Linked DNA regions of Gossypium hirsutum: region 2 is linked to region 1. The links are chromatin contacts, called in public Hi-C maps. All regions are on one chromosome and are shown on one strand. Each heading gives the region's core, a stretch centred on a gene start, on an enhancer-like site or on the middle of the called end of the contact. The rest is flanking DNA. Distances are from core to core; before and after follow the strand shown. Region 1 holds the start of LOC107896261 (F-box protein At5g03970). Region 2 holds the start of LOC107896374 (DNA-directed RNA polymerase III subunit RPC5).

What was found. A called contact is a pair of places that touch in the nucleus more often than the background predicts.
Region 2: a contact with region 1 is called in a Hi-C map of leaf, with 2.0 times the contacts expected there. The contact joins the promoter of LOC107896374 here to the promoter of LOC107896261 in region 1. A contact is called at or near these places in 3 of 34 Hi-C or Micro-C datasets (hypocotyl and leaf).

What each region holds. Positions count from the first base shown.
Region 1 is chrA11:27,417,563-27,424,447 of Gossypium_hirsutum_v2.1, reverse strand. It overlaps LOC107896261 (F-box protein At5g03970), which reads left to right and starts at 3,652. Exons shown (of 2, transcript XM_016821380.2): 1 at 3,652-3,859; 2 at 4,695-6,183. The coding sequence starts at 4,723. The coding sequence ends at 5,826.
Region 2 is chrA11:27,552,503-27,559,387 of Gossypium_hirsutum_v2.1, reverse strand. It overlaps LOC107896374 (DNA-directed RNA polymerase III subunit RPC5), which reads left to right and starts at 3,781. Exons shown (of 14, transcript XR_001683727.2): 1 at 3,781-4,409; 2 at 4,492-4,560; 3 at 4,637-4,744; 4 at 4,969-5,037; 5 at 5,138-5,299; 6 at 5,492-5,539; 7 at 5,801-5,907; 8 at 6,041-6,109; 9 at 6,309-6,360; 10 at 6,806-6,885.

The DNA.
Region 1 (6,885 bases), core at 2,403-4,902:
CTAGCAATGTACGTCCACTAATTAAGCATATGAATCCATGAGCAAAGGTATGTCCATCAATGGAGTGTCCAAAATGATTGTACAATAAGTCCAAGAGTTTAACAAATGAATCCATAAGCAAAGGATGGTGCAATATGACAGTTCAACTATTTAAGTTCAGTCCAACCATATGCTATTATAACCACTTGATAACTTCAAGACCTATAAAAAGATTTCAAATATTTATTATGTCAATTTTTATGTCTACAAAAAATTAAGGTTAATTTATCCAAGCATTCATTGTGCTATATATTGTCTATAACAAATAAAATATTTTACTTTACAAGTATAATTATAACAAGTGATTGATAATTAATTTTAGCTCAAGTGATGAGTATGGGATTTACCTTAATATTTCCCAAGAGTTTCGTCCTTTCACCTCAGCATTGAAAACTTAAAATAATATAGCAAAAGTGAACAACTCAAACTTAAATGAAAAAGACATTTTAGAAATAAGAAACTTGAAATTTTACATGAATAATGAAACAAACAAAAACTTAATAAGAAAATGATCTTGAACTCAACTTCAATATGCCTCCTATGCTGAAATTAAAGGCTATTTATAGAGATTTGTGAAGAGGAAAATGACAATACAAAGGACTTGATAATAATAAATTTCTAGGCCTACTTCTTTTTTATCTTTTGAGTCATTTTTCACATGTTAAAAGATGAATCCTTTTTTCCAAGTTAACATCTCTCAATGGGAAAAATCCAAGAGAGTTGATTGATGGTCTGCATCTTGTCTATATACTGTAAAAATTTCAACTCCAAACTCCAATTGTGTTAAAAGATATGAACCAACCATGAAAATGCGTAAAAATTGTCCATCAATGTGAAACTTGCAAATTTATCTTTACTTTTGGATCTATTCCTGATGCATTTTGGTGCTGGTGTGCCAATATTTGAACTTCAAATCCCCTTTCTGATGATATAAGGTAAACCCAAAATGGAATCCTGAAGCTCGAGACATGATAGAAACACTAAAAGGTCTTCTGACTAAAAGTTCTGAATGTGTTCCTATTACAAATTTTTAATCTTTGAGCTTTGAACTTTCACTCATCATCTTAGATCAACTTTAGGCTTACTGCATTTAATCTTATGGTTCTATGTATTGACATATTCTTCCCAAACCTGTTTTACTTGCAAATTCCACATGGAATATTTTATTGAAACTAAATGCATGAAAAACACTAAAAATACACAACATTTACAATACAAAAAAAAAGTCAAATCACTAAAATGAATTTAAAACATATAAAAATACTCAAGAAACTAAGTAAATGTAAGTAAGATATACTCCAAAATAGTCATATGTTGATGACTCATCAGGAAGCATTTTCTCATTTACATATCACTTAAATAAAGTGAGTGAGTATTGTCAAGGAACAACACACTAGAAAAAAGTAATTTTGGACACCATTCTATCTTTTTTGAATCAATTGAATCCCTAATATCTTAACCTTAAATCCTAACCAATTAGATAATTTCATAACAAATCAGATGTGGGTTATATTTATAGGGCAATTACTTAATAAGCCGCCTACCATAAGAGGTGGCCTCATAGTATAGAACTAAAAAATCGGGCGCGGTACTAAGGGGGTTGGCAAGGTTCAAGTCCTCCTTAAAATGGAAAAAATATTACATTCGCCCCTTTATATTATAAACAAGTAAATGGTCAAATTTGATCCAAAAAATGATAAAAATTTAATTTAATCCTGCAACAAACTAATATATGACATGCAACAAACTGAACTCGACAAATGTAGTTGTTAAGTTTAGATTTTGTATAGGTTGCCACTTATAGTTGGTGACTCAGTAAGCCTTGTTGACACCGATTGATTTCAACTTATAGGCTAAAAATCTTATAAATATGACTATTGGCACCTTATTCCCCCACACCCAAAGTTCATTTCCAATCCTTAAATTTGTTCCCTTTTTCTATCACTTTAATTTGTAATCATTTAAATGTTTTGGGTTTGAGGGTTAAGATTAGAGTTTAGGATTTAGTGTTTTAAGACTTTAGTTTATGATTTTTGAAATAGTAAAATGCAATTTCAACATATATTAATTTATAATTTTATTATTTATAAGAGAACTGAAATATCAATTTTTCATTTTTGGAAAGCCAAGACTTCTACCTACCCCTTTTACCACGCCTCTATTCACTCAAAAGTCTAGACTTGTATTTTATTTTTTAGAATCGTTTTATATTGGCTTCAACTTTACCAGCGTGAGCATTTTTACTGCCTTAACTTCAATAAAAAATGGGAAAACATCATTGAGTGTGGTACCACTATTTAGCCCTAATCAACTTGTAAAATTTAGTGAAGTTTTTTTAGAGGAAAAGTTGACTTGACAATTAAAAATTTAAAGCCATTGACGTGATAAGTCATACGACAGTTCATTTTTATTTCATAATAGTTCAAAAAATAAAAAATATATTTAAAAATAAAAAAAGTTCATAAATGGTTAAAAAAAATCTATTCACGTTAATGATTAAGTACATGTAAATTGTCACACGAGCTGCCACATTAGTATCTTTAAAATTTTAATAATTTAGTCAATTTTTTCATAAAAAAGCAAATTAACTAAATTTCGAAGATTGAGAGTGTCAAAATAACAAAATGAATAAATATTAAGGTAACATTGGTATGATGGAAAGTGGTCACTTTCTTGGAAATTTAATCAATCGGAAAACGATTTCAACATTTGATATATCAATTTTTATTTACTTTCCTTGAAATTTAACTTTTTTTTGGAAGTTATTTTCCCGTGAACATAGTAATGTAATTCCCATGATAAAAGGTGGGAATGTTTTTTTCCCATGTAGATTAGAAATTTAAAAAAATAACAAGACTAAATTAACCTATTTTATATTAGTTTAGGGTATTAATCTATCCATAAATGTAAAAGAAGAAGAAGAATAAGAAAAAGAAGTTATTGCCTCCTTCCTCCTTCCTATTATTTGATTTTCTCTATTACTACTATGAATTCTTGAGAAGTAAGTTTTTTTCCTTAATCTAATTTTTTATATGCATATTTAATCATATATATATTATATCATTTTCATATTATATTTATTTTCTATTATTTTATTGTCTTTTTTCGATATACTAATTGAAAATTCAATTTTATTATAATATTTATGAATCTTTATGAGGAAAAGGAAAAAAAAATTAAGGCTTATTGTATGATTTTTGAGAATGAACAAATGATTGGCAACCCATTTAGAATTAGAAGTAGAATAGATAAGACAAGTGATCAATCAAATTTCAATACGGTTATGTATTATATTTAAAAAAAATTCAATACTTAAAATAAATTATGTTACATTGGGGCTTCGAAAAAAATAATGTAAAAATGATCCATTAAAATTTAATATTAAATGTTTAATTCAAATATTTGATAACAATAAAATTTATTATAAAAATTAAATATATAAATATTATATTTTATATAATAAGAATAAATTCGTAAATTATTATTATATTTTTAAAAATATTTAATGAAATGTAATATTTGACGTTTGATTGAAATGAGAGAAGATGAAACGCTGGCAAAGAGTTAAATTAAAGTTGAAAGAGAGTAAATTTTTTTAAATTCCTGTCTTCCATTGAAAGAAAGCAATGCCCGAGTGATATTACAAAATCCATATATCCAAACACTCCATATAGACGTGAAGACTGGTCTAGGTTATTAATTTTATATATTAGCCGAAAAAGGAAGGGCCCAAGAAAAATCAAAAACTTCTCTCCAAAGTCTAGATGAAAAAGCTCTTTGTCAGATCAACAACATCAAAGCCAAGTAAAAGATCTTACAGGTATCGCTTCTCACTCACTTTCTTCACTTTTAATAATAATTTCGCTTTTATTTTTGTCCTTTAATCGCTCTCTTAGCTCTGCTTATGTCCTTAATTATGTTCATTAGGCTTCTGCTCTTTAATTAATGTTTCTTTTCTCTCTCTTGAGTTTGCTGTTTTCGGTTTCCTCTTTTTACTAGTGGTACCTATTTTTTAGTTAATTCTTAATTTTAGCTTTTCATTAGGTTTTTATGCGCTTACAATGTGTTTGGTTGCCGAGAAAATGTCTCTTGAGTTTGCTGTTTTCGGTTTCCTCTTTTTACTAGTGGTACCTATTTTTTAGTTAATTCTTAATTTTAGCTTTTCATTAGGTTTTTATGCGCTTACAATGTGTTTGGTTGCCGAGAAAATGAATAGGGGAAAGTCAAAAGAAAACTAGAAAAAAGGAAAAAAAAAAGAAAGAATGAAACCCCTTCCTTTTTAATTTGCGGATTCGAATTATTAAATTCTGTACTTCTGAATACTGGAAAAGGAAAATAAAAGGAATCGATGTGAAATTGGGTGCTTTGGAGGTCTGGCGAATTCTGATATTAAGTTTGAGTTTTATTTTTAGATTTTTGAAATTTTGGACGATTAACGTTATTTTTGAAAAAGAAATATTGATTTCTCAAGGTAAATTTCGTAAGTGAACCCATCTCAAGTCACTCTTGAACCGTGAATAGTCTTTGAAGCATTTATGGACGTATAATTTTGGTAATAGTAACTTTGTTTCTGGCTTTCGCCATTCTATGTTGTTAGGGTAATTATTTGTGTTCTTTTAAATGGTTTTTTGGTAATGTTGTATATCTGGCTGCAGTGTGAGAAGTGGGGGAAGTTCAAGTTAAATGGATCGAGGAAAAAAGCTGACTAACTTCTATGGTAACAAAAACAACAAGATTTACATGGATCTAAAAGACATAGTAAGGGAGAATGCACTTCGTTACCTTCCTGCTAAATCACTTTTCCGGTGCTTTGGAGTTTGTCGGGATTGGAAGCATCTAATATCAACACCTTTCTTTGCGCACAATCAATCAAATTCTTTCCATTCTGTCTCGGGTTTCTTTTACCAATCACAAGCAGGTCTGCCGTCATTCATGTCTCTTGACCCTGTGGCTTATGGTGTTCCAGACCCATCTCTAAAGTTTCTGCCCGAACCTGTTGATATTAGGTCCTCTTGTAATGGGCTGCTTTGTTGCCAGGGGCGTACTGGTTACAAGGCTTACTACATCTGCAATCCTGTTACCAAGCAGTGGAAGAAACTTCCAAAACCAGATGCTGATCATGGGTCTGACCCTGCCGTAGTGCTCGTATTTGAACCATCATTGCTGAACTTCACTGCTGATTATAAGTTAGTTTGTGCTTTTCCATCTGAACTTGATGGATATGAGTTTGAGATATATTCCTCTGAGAAAAGATCATGGATAATTTCTCGTGAGATTTGTTTTTCTGAGAGGAAGGTCATGCCTAAGTCAGGTATTCATGTGAATGGCACTGTTTATTGGCAGACGATGGGCTTTGGAATTACCGCATTCGATCTCAATTCAGAACGGTTTCAGCTCCTCGATAGTGCAGTTGGGACCTTAGGAATGAGGAATGGGAAGCTTTGTTCGGCATACGTACATGCTCAAAACTTGGTCGTGAATATGCTATCTAATACTCACTCGAATACCATGCAAATGAACAGCCATGCCAAGATGTGGGAAGAAATGCAACCCAAGATTCATGTTGATATTTCATTACCCGCATCATCTAATAATAATGCTTCGGGTAGGTATGGATATGGGCATGGAGGAGTAGTGTTTATTGGTGGGGATGTAGTGTTGCTTAGTAATGGGAACAAGTTTTATTCTTATGAAATGAAGAAGAGGGCCTCTAAAGATTTGGGTGAACTTGATATTGATACCAAGGCAGGAATTGTTGGGTATGTGAATAGCCTTGTTGAGCTCTAAGACCATGCGCTGCTGTCTGTATGGACCGGCCTTGACAAGAACACCCTACACAATCTCCCCCTTTTATTCTCATTATCAGGCAAAATATTTCGTTAGTCCATCCGACATCTGTAAATATGTTTTTATTGTGTCTTTTATTTTATTTTGTTATTAAATCTTTTTTGGTCCTTTTGTAGTAAGGATCTATGATACACGGTTAAATAGTTAACTATTGGGAATTTTTTTTCGTGTTTTAGAAAGGTAAAGTTTGTAATGTGATAACTATTGGGTGTGATAGTAAACTCATTTTTTAATCATGTAGTTGAGAGTTTGATCTTTACTAATGAGGATAAAACATATTATATGATTAATTATTCACTTCCTCGAGAATCACCAAGGTTTGTAATTTCATGATTACTTTTTTAGCAAAACTATAAAATGTTGTTGGATTTAGCAACCTTTTTCCTTTTTCAATGATTATTTTTGTTCCAATGAAGTTTATATACAGGCAATGACATATCTTAGAACCGTTTTGCACATAATCTATAAAACAAATTTATTAAAATATAATGGTTCTAGAATATTGTGATTGTTTGTATATATTTTTTAAATATTTTATTTTTTATATTAATAAAATTAAAATTTAAATGAATCTACATATTTAGACTTATTCTTTGGATTATCATATATCTAGATTTATTATGAATTTTAAAAAATAAAAAATAATTTTTTTTAAAGTTTAATTTTTTGAAATTTACTTAACATTTCTATAAATTTATAATTTTGTAAAAACTTTAATAAAATTAAGTTTGAAAAGAAGCTGGAGGATCATTTCTCCACGTTTATTATAGAATAAAAATTTTAAATATTTTTTAATTTTATTTTGCTAACGTTGTAGTTTACAGTGAGAATAAAATGAACTTATGAGAAATTAATAAATGATTCAATGCGTGTATCAATGTTACTTTTTTAAAAATTCTCTCACCTATTATGATGTGTAAAAGAGTTACTGACAAATGAACTTCGAGGATACAACAAAGCTCAATGGCTATCAATTTTTTGCATTGATGGAAATAGTTC
Region 2 (6,885 bases), core at 2,532-5,031, 130 kb before region 1:
GCAACCCCCTGTTGTAACTCTGGCCACCATCTTCCGTCAGTCTTCCACTTTTACTTTATTTTTTTTATTTTGATTTTATTTTGATTTTTTTTCTCATTATTATTTGTTATATTATTTTTTATTTTTTTATCTGCTTTATTATTTTTTTCTTATTTGTTTTATTTTTCTTATGCTTAGATTTTAATTTAATTGTAATTTATTTATGCTATTTCTATTATTTTTAGTAATTTTTTACTATTATTTTTACTATTACCTTTAATTTCATTAGTATCATTTAGTTTATTTCTTTTATTTTTCATTTTATTTTTGTTTTAGTTGTTTTTTTTATTTCCTTAGACTTATTTCATTTATTATCTTTTGAACAATATTTTTTTATGGTTGTTTCTAATTGAGTTGTAACATTTTAATATTATTCATTATTTGTGTTTATTTTCTTCTTAGTTTGCACAGAATCGTATACTTCATTTTCAATTGCCTACAATTTAACTTTTCACCATTCTAGCGATTTCATCTAATATTTAGGGTAGTTTTAGTTTTCTCCTTCTGTTATGATATTCTGCATACACTGTGATTATATTTTTTTGTACATTGAGGACAATATAAATCTTAAGTATGGGGAGGTTTTTTATATGACTATTGGAGTTGTTATTCTAGAACTTGCTTTGATTATACATGTCGAAGCCACACCTTTGATTTGATATACTGAGATGATAAAGGCACTTAGGTTTTAACCCACTTATTCCATAAAAAGCCTACCTTTTTAATTAACTCATAGTGAATTCCGTTGAGCCTAACACACTGTTTCTTGATTTATCTATTAATGTTAACCCATAACTCTTTTTCCTTCTTTTTTTGTTGAGACTTTTCCCCTGTTTATTGACTCCTTTTTTGTCTAGATTTGATTTGGTTAGTTGCTTAACTATGCTCTTCTGTTTGATTTGCTGAATTATTTTTTATTATTCTAGATAAAAAAAGAAAAAAAAGAGAGAAAAAGAGAAAGAAAAAAATATATTGATTCTTATTTAGTTCTATGTTGTTGAGTTTAAACAGTTAAATTGATATTTTGAGAAGAAAATCGTTTTCTTATTCTTGAATAGTTATTAATTTATTCACTTATTTTTAATTCAGCATTTGTTTATTTTTCTAGTTTGGTAATTTATCAATTTGATCTCGATTTTAACTAACTTTTTCAGCCCTTCTCCACACCCTTAACCTAAACCCCATTACAACCTCTTAAAGACCTTTTGATTTGTGTATCATATCTTTTTATAGTGGTGGAGATTTTATTTTCATGCAAGCCTATTGTAATGACTTTTCTTATTTGACTATTGAGTGCTTATTCTTGAACCTTAAACACTTTTGAGTGATTTGAGTGAACCTTTAGTGAGGATGTCGATTCTTGTCGATTTTGAATTAAAGGTAATTACTTAGATAAGGGGAAATACCTATGTTTTCGTGCTTTAAAAATTTTCAACTTGGATTGTTTTAATCTTTAGTGCTCTTTTAGTTGAATTATCAATGTATGATTATTTGCGAATTATTTCGAAATATTATTGATGAGAATTACAAGTTAAGAGTAATCTTTTAGTTTAATTGTATGCTTGTCCTCAAGCAATTTTCCTTAGCACCCTCTTGTTATGTTGTTTAAGGAAGTGCCACTCTTAAAAGTCATGTCAAAGGTTGTGTTTGATTGAATACAACTCCATCATCAACTGAAATAATATTTCCATTCAAGTTGATTTGTTCATAAACTACTTTATTATCTTAATTTGATCTAAAGGTGACACTTATTGGTGCCAACTTTCATGGCTAACAAAAGGCTCGAGGGAATGTTGAAAAGTGGTCATCAGGATCTCGACTATCGTGAGTGTCAAAGTCATAGTATTGTATTTTTATCATCACCAAATGACCATATAATTAAAAAAAACATATTTTGCAAAATAATTTTGAGAAGCCTATATTAAAATTAAAAAAAATCATTTATCAAGAGATAATTTCTTATAAATTCACACCAAGTCAACAAAAGAAATTGGAGAAATAAAAAAAACTTGTGTCATATTTGGTGAAGATGCGTAAACTCATCCCAATTCAATGAAACATTATAGCATTAATGAATTAGTTATAACATGACAAGTTGGGCCTGAGGATATATCAGCCCATATAGGAAACTTTCACTGAGTTCAACAGAATTCTGAACGCCTTCATTACTTTCTAATTCATTAATATCCAATATATGGTGATCATAATTTAAATGCCTAAGACTCATTGTGGATTGTGATTAAACATAAATTGAATATTAATGGATAAAACAAAGTAATAAAATAGAGTCAAATCTATAAATCTCACATAAGTTATGCACATTTATATATGTGAAAATTTAATTTTAATTGATTTAAATATTAAAATTTGATTAGTGAAATTGATGATTTGTAAAAGCTAAACTAAACTAAAAATATTATATATCTATGTTATATAAAATATTTATGATTGAGTTAATATCACGAGTCAACTATCTTTTTCATATACTTTTTCTGATTTCGTTGTTAGCACAGGTTTTACACAATCGATTGGATCATATAGATATCCTTTCAACACAACATAGATCGTCAAAAGGACCTCAAAGACTCACCAAAACAAGAAAGTCAAGATCTTTCAGAAATTTGATTCCTATTCGAAGGGTGCATAACTACATGGATAAGCTTACATTAGCTCGTCAATTTAAGTTTCAATTCAAGATTTTCCTTGAGGTATCAATAATGGATTGGAATTTAATAATATTGATTCATATAGATATAGAAGAAAAGAATACATCAATTCAATCAGAAATTATTTAAAAATCATTTTTAATAAAGTAATGAATATTAATATAAAGACTATTTTGTCTTTTGCTATTTTAATATAAAATATTTAAATAAAACATTTAAAAATTGAACTTAAGGTCTTCTAAAAAAATCGAAAGTGTACAAAAGGTTTATTTATACACGCTTTATCATTTTATCTATAACTCAATTTTTTTTATAAACATAATTTAATATTACGTTTTTCTTTTACTCACATTATAAGTGTAACAAAATATAATGTTTAGATTACGTGATGTTCATAAAAGAAAAAAATATATAGAGCCCAAATTATGACCTATTAATCTAGTCTTCACCTTTCTCGTATAATTTGAGTTCGAATAATTTTTATATCACATATATGTATAATAATAATAATAATAATAATAATAATAATAATAATAATAATAATAAACACTAATGATTAAACTAGCATTTTGAAAAGAAAAATATTGGAAAAGGTAAATAATCTTTTTATATATATTTTTCTATTTAAATTTTTTTCAATTAAGTTGATTTTTAGTTAATTCGCAATATTAACTCAATCAAATTTTATATAAAAACTTATTAAATTTGACAATAAAATTATATAGCAACTATATTTATTAAAAATGAATATAAAAAAATAAATGAAATTTTGAATGAAATAGTTAAAAAAAATATTGAAAAAAAGTTCAATTTTTATGGTGTATAATTTTTTTATATTTTTATATGAAAAAGATGTAAAAAGGTTAAGAAAAAACTTTTAAAACAATATGATTTATATTTAGTCATTATCTAATTCAACTAAATTTATGAATTAGTCCAAGTTTATGTACCTTGCACCAATTATTTTTTATTGAATTATTGTTAAGTTTATCATTCAGTTTAAGTTTATGGAGCTTGACTCGGTGAGTTAATTTAGAGGTGCAAATAATGATATTCCAATAACCTTAAGTAAGAACCGCTACTTTAATTCCTACTTAAACCGTTCTTAAATTTAAAATCTTGGTCATATCTTTTGTGGAATATTCACTGAAGCCTTTTATAAGAATCTTTCTCCACACTCAAAAGCTGCAAAACTTCAAGCCCTAATCGGTGGAAACCCTAGCCGGTGACTGGATTAACACTGATAACAAAACGTCGAAAATGGACCTGGATGATTTGGGAGAGCTCGACAGTTCAAGTCAGGCCAATACTCGAACCACCAAATTCGCGCCCAAATCTTCCAAATTCGCACCCAAATCTTCCAAATTCGCACCCAAACTCAAACCCATCTCTAAGCCAAAACCTGAACCCTCATCCAAACAAGAGCCTCAAGACTCCGCGCCCAAGCTCCAACCACCACCTGTGGAAGCAGTTTCCAAAAAGAAAGAAAACGATGAAGAAGATGTCAAGCCGCCGATGGTTGCTGAACCGAAAGCCGAACAATCGATATCAAGTGGCGCGGTGAAGATGGAGATTGATGAGGACACTAAAGAAGATGAGATCTTGACTGAAGCCAACAGAGAAGAAGATCAAGGAGAAGAAGAAGATATGGTTGTTCGCGAAATCGACGTCTTCTTCACTCCTTCAATTGATGCCGACGCTCAGGTGATTGCATTTTTCTATTTCCTTTATTGTTTAATTTTCAGTTTTGCTTATTGTTTTTCCCCCTTTTGGAATAAAATTGCAGTTATATGTTTTGCAATATCCTCTAAGGCCTTGCTGGCGACCATACGAATTGGATGAACGATGCAAGGAGGTTCGTCTGTTTTTCCCTTCAATTTCTTTTTCTTTTTCTTTGTATGAATCAATCTTATTCTTTAGTTATTTTGTAGGTACGGGTGAAACCTGATAGTGGGGAAGTGGAAATTGGCATGTCTGTTGATATTGATTCGAATAATTATGACAGTGAATCTGCAAACAAATTGAAGATGACGAAGCAGGTTTGGCTCTGATATTACAATTTAATCAAATTTCAATCTATATATTTATAGGTATTGTATTTTTCCCCGGAAACATGTTCCGAGTGCTTTGCATTGATAAATTTTTTACATACTGCTACTGCATTTGTTGATAAGTTGCATTGTCGCATTTTCTTTTTTACATAATGTCTTTTCCAAATAAATTTAGCTGCATAACCTAATTATGTATCCTCATTTCTTTTTAGACCTTATCTTCTTCATGGCTGCCACCACGTCCATCTGGCTATGCTGTTGGAGTTTTAATGGGCGATAAGGTGTGTGCATCTATTGTCTATGAGCTTGTTTGAGATTAGCTATATAATATTTTTTTCCCTTGATGGATGTTGTTGTTCTAAGGTCATTTTTATGGTGCAGTTGCACTTAAATCCTATTCATGCAGTTGTTCAGCTCCGACCATCATTGGCACATCTCAAGTCTGGTGTCTCAAAAAGAAAGGACACAGTGGCTGCTGAAGCAGAAGTTACTGTTAAAGTAGAACCTAACGATGGGAAAGCAGCTGGTCCATCAGCCAAGCAGGTAATTACTGATTATTGGGATATACTGTTATGAAATTTTTGAATTTAAGGTTCAGAATATGTGTCCAAAACGAACCTTGCTTTTGGATCCTTGAGCAATTTCTACTGGAAAATCTCTTTTTTAGTTTAACCTTTGTAGTTGCCTTTTGCATATTAATTCTATACATGATTTTCAAGTTTTACTTTGATGCAGAACCAGAAAGTGCAGTCCTCAACTGAGCAAAAGGCAGAAGATAAAGAGGTGTCACTTGCTATTTTAAACTTTCTTTTTGTTCAGCATGAAAGTATTTTCAATTGTATATTAAATTTACTTTGATACACGAGCAACTAAAATGGCATGGCTTGTAATTGTAGGATACTGTTACTGCTTGCTAAATTTTCACCAACTTGTAGTCTCTTGTGTTACTGGTGAACTTCATTTCTGTGTTCTGAAAATCATGAATTAATTAGATCTGCTCTTTTCTTTTTCCTTCTTTTTTGTTTCATTTTCTTCTCTTTCCAGTGTTGGGTTCCGCTCAAGTATCATAGCTCCAAGAGTGATTTTTCTGCTCAGTATCTGCAGAAAATGATGGCAGAACAAAGCTCTCCAATTGAGTTTACTTTGAACCCGTATGTTTTTTACTTATTACCTGTTTGTTTGTTGGCCCCTTATGCTAAGAATTTGAGAGAAGTTCGAAGTTACTGTATTGAAGCATTAATAAGCTGTCTGTCTATTGCTTTGAATTGTTTCTCATATCTCTAGGTATGATTATGTTGATTCCTTGTGTCCTCTACCAAGCAACAACAGTAAATCACAACGTTTATCCAGAAGGTATGGTTACCAACTAGTTTATGTTTCTAGCTTCCATAATTATGCAGACTTGGAAGATGCAATTTTGCATCTGTGTTCTCTATATATGCTACTTGTTCATGTGTTTGGTATGTTCATGGCCTTATTAGGTGGTGGAAAATGCATCATCATCCTATCTTTATGTTTAATGATTTAAGGACCATGAAATTGTTTCTTTCAGGTTGTTATGTTCAATTCCACTTGAAGGCCGTTTGAAGAAATTACTGACCGAGGTATGTTCAACTAAAGCTTCCGCATTTGTCTTTTTTTCTGTGTTTGGGCATCTGCCTGATTTGGCTGCTGTCCCATATATAGTACTTTAAAAAACAAAATTTCACTCTGCAAGCTGGATCTATCATAAACTTTTTCCATATCCATTCCCAAAGAACCTAGGCTTTTAGCTTACATGCATCTTTATCTTGCCTGAGTTTAGGATCATGGTCTTATAATATATATAGCATCTTATTTGAATTAAGGAATCTTTAGGATCTTGCATCCCCCCCCCTTTTTAAATTGAGTTTTGGAAAAGAAAGTTTAAGGCTTTGACAGTTAAATTTTACTTTGTTTAGCTTGACAGTTAAATTTTAATTTTTTTAGCCAGCCTTGGTAGGGATTACTAGTCATATTATAATGTTTTATTCCATTTAATCTTTCCAACTCATTTTCTTCTGTCAACAGGGACGTCCGTTTCACCACTTCAACACTCTCAAAAGGCACTATGCTCCTAATGACCCAATTGAAGAAGTTTTTGAAGTCCT